2 separate regions of the Mus musculus genome follow, and region 2 is linked to region 1. A link is a contact called in public HiChIP or PLAC-seq data. All regions are on one chromosome and are shown on one strand. The core of a region is the stretch at or near the end of the contact, and the rest is flanking DNA. Distances in the headings are between cores, read along the strand shown.

The links. HiChIP or PLAC-seq counts read pairs in DNA pulled down with a chosen protein or histone mark.
Region 2: a contact with region 1 is called in a FOXA1 HiChIP or PLAC-seq map of pancreatic cancer cells. The contact joins two enhancer-like sites. A contact is called at or near these places in 1 of 115 datasets of contacts at active chromatin or transcription factors (pancreatic cancer cells) and 1 of 9 other capture datasets (pancreatic islet).

What each region holds. Positions count from the first base shown.
Region 1 is chr1:136,138,673-136,141,897 of GRCm38.p6, reverse strand. The region is part of intron 1 of Kif21b (kinesin family member 21B); the gene reads right to left. Among named protein-coding and RNA genes, the nearest start is that of Kif21b, 8.9 kb to the right of the region's middle. Within about 2 kb of position 1,762, at least 412 of the 459 cell types and tissues checked have an H3K27ac peak or open chromatin away from gene starts, as enhancers often do. A contact at or near this core is called in pancreatic cancer cells, where this site is marked.
Region 2 is chr1:135,669,128-135,672,352 of GRCm38.p6, reverse strand. It overlaps a transcript of Nav1 not described here. Among named protein-coding and RNA genes, the nearest start is that of Gm32835, 17 kb to the left of the region's middle. Within about 2 kb of position 1,757, at least 151 of the 459 cell types and tissues checked have an H3K27ac peak or open chromatin away from gene starts, as enhancers often do. A contact at or near this core is called in pancreatic cancer cells, where this site is marked.

The sequences.
Region 1 (3,225 bases), core at 513-3,012:
GTAGTGAGAAACAAGGCTGGGGTCCAATCTCTCCTCAGGCTGAGACTAGAAGCTCTCTCCCAACTCCCTCGATGCTTCCTCTAAAGACCCCACGCCCACAGTGCTACTGACTTCCTCCCCTGTCAGAGCGGGCTTGCACGCCCCATGTCCATTCAGGCAGCACCAAGCAGGGAACTGGGCTGCCCTGCCCTGGAGGACACAGTGTCATGTGACAGCTGAGCTCATCTCTGGTGCCTGGTGGAGATTTGGAGATTCTGTCCTGTCTCTCACGGCCCAAGCCTCAGCCTGCACTTGGGTTATATAGATCTACGTGGTCTTAGCTTTTTAAGAATTGTACCGCCCTCCCCTCCAGCAGCCTCTTCCACTGGTCCCACTCTGGATGAGGTCACTTCTGTGGGTTGTCCTCAAAATGGCAGTGACCTACAGAAGGGAGAAGTTTCTCTTTATAGCGGGACGGGCACAGATGGCAACCACTCAAGCAGTGTCCTTCCCAATGGCATGGAAGGAGGGGTCAGGGGTCAGTTGCCAGGTTCTTCCATTTGTACCATGGGCCCCTGAGAGCTACCAACTATACCAGGACTAGGAAGAGGCAAGTAGGGGCGTGCACCTTAAGCACAGAACCTGAGAAGGCAAGAAAGACTATCTCAGGAACTGGATATGCCACTCCTAGGTATATCCCAGAGGGAATCAAATGTAGCAGACCACGGAGACACCTGCACACCCATGTTCTCTACAGATTTTTTTTTTTCAAATTAGCAAGGTTATGGATATTAGCCCATGTGATCATCAGTAGATCAATAGCTTAAAAAAAAGTATGTATAACACAATAGAATACTATTTTGCCATTGCCAAGAGTGAATTGTGTTATTTGCAGGAAATGGACTAATGATCCAAGAGGTTGCTAAGTTGGACCCAGGAAACCCTAATCACGTTTTCTCTCATATGTAGAATTTAAACTTAAAAATAAGACTTGAGGGAAGGGGAGACCAGAAGTCAGGAGGAAACAGGAACATAAAAGGGTGGTGGGTGTAAGATCAAAGTACATGAGACAGGCATATTGAAACCCATCACTGAATGATTAGAATATACCCTAAAATAGAAAATCTGCAAGCGGAAAGATGCAACATTTAAAACAATGGAATTGGCACACTATGGCCGGCAAGCCTGTTGCCTATTATCAATGAAGGCTGGTAGCCTAACTGTGACTCTCACTGAAGACCCTCTATCCTTTCTCTCCACCCTGTTGGGAGGACCTAGGGCCTCTCTCCGAAAGCCCCTACCCCCCACCCCCGGAATCTCGCTGAACAGAGCCGGACTATTCGCCATTTGGCAAACGGCAGGCAGGGTGGCGCAGCCAAGGCTTTTCAGAGGCAGGATCTGGCACCGTGGCTGAGGTCACCACGCTTCCTCCGCTCACAAGCGAACAGTGGCTGGCGTGATGTGGGCGGCCGCCTCCACCCCCGCAGCGATGAGCCACAGCCGAGAGACTTAAAGGCGGGCGAGGCGGGCACAAAGGCAGCCAGCCGGAGCCTAGGGCCACGGGAAGAGCTGAGCTCAGCGGTTCTTTGGCTCATCAGGAGCCGGACTGAGCCGTAGCAAAGTGAAGGGCAGAGGACACAGCGAGGAGGCAGGCCAGGGGCTGCTGAGAGACTGCCAAGGGCAAAACTCGCTTTCTGCAGAGCATAATGGCTAGGTGAGCCATGGTACGTGCCAGAGACCCAACAGTCGCCACCAAAGTTTAGGCGGAGCTTCACCTTAGGGCCTCAAGTGACATCACACAAAGGCAGCCAATCACCCCTCCCAGAAGCTCCGCCCAGTGACTTTGGGCTCCTAGGGGGTTGGCTGTGGTTTTTTTTTTTTTTTTTTTTGGTAAAACTAGTCTTACCTACTTAGCTAGCGGCTAGGTATCTCCCAGAGTTCCTAACGGACTCTCCCCTATTCCTCACTCAAGACCTCCAAGGCTGCAGCTTTTTACACTTAAAGACTTTCTGCTAATGAAAAGTAACAGGCGGTGACATTAAAATAACCAAGAGCTGTTCCAGAGCCAGAAACTTTTTTTTCAAAGCATTTTATGTTTGTATGTGTGTATGGATGCATGCATGTAATAAACCTGTGAAGGTGTGTGTATGGCAGGATGCACATGTGGAGGCCAGAGGACAACCACTGGAATCTACTTCTTCCACTATTTGGGTCCTGGGAATTTAATTTATGTTATCAGATTTAGCATCAAGTACTTTTACAGGCTGAGCCATCTCTCTGGTCCTTAGTGATAGGTTATTTCTCTGCCAGTGAAATGAGACCGTTCAAGCCGGATTAGAATATAATAAAGGCAGGTTTATTTGGAAGCTACTCTCAGATGAGTTCACTGGCCCCAAGGACCAAGGCCAGGGAGGGAAGTCACCATGGGAAGTGGAGGAGGGGCAAGAGAAGGGAAAGGAGAGAGGGAGAGGGAGGGAGGAGGGACCAAAGGAAGGAGAGAGGGAGGGGAGATAGGGAGAGAGCATGTGCGCAAAATGTCTGGATTATATAAGAAAGAGCCTCCTGAGGGAAGGGTCTGGAAAGACCAGGGTTGGGGGAAGGGTGTGCCAGGTAGGGACTGAGGGATGCTGGGAGAACTTGGAGGCCAGGTCTGCTTTGATATGTAAAATATGCACCTGAGGCTTTACCTGGAACTCATTTCACCCAGTACAGTAGACATCAGTACTTAGGGGTGAGACAACTTCTTGATAGATACCATCCATCACTTTGCCCACGGTGGGCCACCACAGTATAGTATATCACATAGCCAGTGAGGAGCAATTTGTCTCTATCCTGTCCCAAGCTCAAGGTCATTTGACTGATAAGGAACCAGAGGCTGCCTTTTCCTGAGATTTGCACAAAATTAGCATGCACACAAACACTAGCTGGTGTAAGATTTGCACTAGAGGGATTCTAGACCGAGAGACACTCTCTCCCCAGTTCTACCCCCAGGCTTTCAGGAACCAGAGGCCTGATCTAGAGTTACCCCTCAGATGGCCACAATAATCAACATAGACACTTCGGAAGGAGTTTCATGGGGCTAAAAGCATGTCTGTCTTGTTGTAAGGAGTCCCTTGGGATGTTGAGAATGAGCCCTTGGGGGCTGGTGGGAGAGCTCCAGAGGGACCATAAAGGACTCCTATCACCCAGCATCTGGCTGTACTGTATCCAAGCTTGATAGAAACCAAAGGCAGCTTAGACCCGCTG
Region 2 (3,225 bases), core at 508-3,007, 470 kb after region 1:
TCCTATAGTCCCCGTCCTAGTGTCCATGTGCCCAAACACAGAGGCAACCCTGGGAGATGGTTAAGGCTTGCTTTTAGGTTGTCTGCCCTCCATGGGGAGCCCACACTGACTGCATCTTCTCCCCGAGCACCGTCCTCTGCTGGCGGTGACTTGCCAGCAGATATCTCTTCATCGTCCCAGTTTCTACATGAGTTCACCGTGGCCCACTTGCTCACACCCCTTACACTGGGAAGAACAGGCCATTGCCCAGGAAACCGCTGGCTGCAATCCAGTCCCTTTACTGTAATCATGTTGAGAAAAAAGGCAGGCATGACTTTGCTTCGGCAGGAATTAAAAGATGAAGGGAAGAAGGAAGGGGACACCAAGGTCATTTCTATGGCTCTTGTAAAAAGACAGAGGATGCCTCGGAAGCTGAAGAAGAGATGCTGTCTCTGTGCTGTGCTGTGTGGCACCTGAGATGTGGTCGCTGTGTTGTGCTGTGCTATATATGGTATCCAAAATGCTGTCTCTGTGCTATGCCGTGTGGCTCCTGAGATACCGTCTTTGTGCTGTGCTGTGGTGGCAATGGAGCCTTATGTGAGGCATTCAAAGGGGCAGAAAGGAGGCAACCTAGGGTTCCAAAAAAAAGCAGATGAAAAACAAAGCAAACAGCACCAGTAAAGAGGTCTGGATGGATGGCTCAATGGTTAGGAGTTCCTGCTACTCCTCCCAAAGTTCTTGTTTGCCTCCCAGCACCCACCTTAGGTGGCTCACAACTGCCTGTAACTCCAGCTCTAGGGGATCCAGCGCCCTCTTCTGGCCATGCACAGGGCTTACACTCATATATCATATGCATACACATACATAAAAATAAAATATAATAATAACAACATAAAGCCAGTATCAGAGTAAGGGGGAAATAGAATTGTGTTTCTATGCTTCTGATACTTCCTAGGTGTGTGTTTTTGTGTCTGACTTTGTTTGTGACTTAGAATATACCATGTGCCATGTGCCTGTTCCTGTCTCTGAACCTTCATCTGTAACAGGGAGCTAACTCTAACCTAGCTCACCGGACAGCCTAGCTTATGGGGACATCTGTATAACAGAGTCTGTGTAATAACACACTTAGCTTAGCACCTGGCTTGCAGAAACCAGAGATTATTGACAAATAGTCGCTCACGGACAAGACACTTGACCTTCTGAGACCCGACCCTCCACTCTGTAAACTGGGGTTTGACTCTGGTTCCCTTTGGGCCTGCTGAGAGACTGTGGCTGCAGATGTTGTGGCATAAGATGGGTTCTCAGTGAATGAGTGCTTCCTTAGGGAATGCTTGAAGTTCCCCTTTGGGGTGACCAGAAGCAGATCCCTGTCCCCTGAGAAGCCCACACTGTGGCTTTCAAGTCTCTGCATGGGATGGAGGCTTAGGATTTTCCTCTGGCAGGGGTAGCATCTCAGACAGGAGAGGCTGAAAGAGTTTTGAGAGACATGAGAGTATGCTGTAGCCGGATGAAGGCTTTCACAGAAGGTGTGGCCAGAGTGCAGAAGCACTGGCCTCCTCTCTCCTCCAAGGGTTTGGTTTAGAAGTTGTCAAGGACCACAAGCTGTTCTTCCACTTCCTTTTGAGCAGGGCCTAAGTCATCTGGCGCCGACTGTATCATAGAGGCCTTGGGAAGAGATGGTGCAAAAGGAGATAGGAAATCTGGTTCACCCTTTGTCTGCGTGTCTGTGCATCGTTCTGTGGCTACCACTAGAGGGCGCAGTTGCCCAGCACAACCCACAGGATTCCCACGCCCTCCTCTGCAGCAGCCAGCTGGCCCCTGCGTCATTTGGGCTGGGAAAAGCAGCGAGGCTTACCCACTCAACTCTACACTAGATGAAAGACGGGGGTGGGTGAGAGCCTCGGGTGGGGCAGCCCTGCACTGTATGGGAAAACTAGGCGAGCAGAGGACTTTAACGGCCTAGAGAGCAGAGCTGGGTCTGTTACCCTCAATGGTGTTTAAGACTTTGATTCTTGGCATAGGCTCTATCTATAGAACTACCCCTGTCCCACAAAAACAAACAAACAAACAAACAACCTCAGTTTTTCTCTTTATTCTCCTGGACTATCAAGTATGTTGGGTGATTTCAAACAGACTTAGATGGTGTTGGTTGGCAAAAACAAACCGTCAATGTTGTCTAGTCTGGCTGTCTCTGGAGTCTTCTTTTCTTGCGGTTACTGGGACCCGCAGCCAGAGCCAGCTTTCCCTCCCCTATCAGCACAACCCTCCTGTGTGGCTCTGCTAACTTGCCCACTGTAGATGGATATAACCCGCCCCAAACTACCATTTGCCTTAGCCTTGGGCTTCCTTGGCTGATGACCAACAGAACTCGTGCATCTGCAGTAACTGGAGGAAGTACAGGAGGAACTGGGATAAGCCTAGGACCCTGGTTCCCTGCCAGAGCCCTTGGCCGTAGCGTGCCTGGAGAGGCAATGATTTAGTGAGACCCTGTCACCTAGCTCTTCAAGTCTCAAGCTGCTGATGCCATAGGAGGATGCCGCTGTGTCTATAAACCCATCTCTGGGGCTGTGTAGCTGCCTTTCTCTTTCCCTCTCTGCAGACCCTCTCTTTGGGAGTGGAGGTACTGCTAAGCACTCACCGTGGTCTTCATATGGTCCACTGGGGTCTTTGGCTCTATGCCATAAGCTGGGTCTCCCAGGGCTCTGAACAGTGATGGACAGACCAAGTTGCTTCCTATCCTCGGAGCCCCAGAGTAGGCAGTGGGCTGGGGGCAGGGGAGGCGGGGCAAATGAATCCAGCATTCCATAGGCTTCCAAATTGTGTGCCTCTGTACTTGCTCTTTCCAAGAATCCTACACAACTACCTAGAGTCTGGTCTGGGGCCAAGCTGGAGTCCTTTCATCCCGAGCCTTCTCCCCCAGAGACCACCGAACTGCAAAGCCTGGACCACAGCTTGCCTCTGCACCGTGAGGGCTCCTCTAGCAGAAAGACGAGAGTCCTTCTGAGAGCCTCCTCCTGACTTTACCCAGACAGGGTTAGCAGACCATCTGGTTCCAGTGTAATATGGTCAGGGAGGCCGTCCTAGATGCAGCGATATTTAATATTAGAGGATATGAACAGGAAGATGAGCTGGTTCCTAGTCAGGATGATAACACAGGAAGAGATGAATCTGCTGCAGTCATACACGGGGCCACCCAGAGGCAGGGTGTGGTCCCATCTGACTTTGCATCCAGGGTCTGCTGCTTAC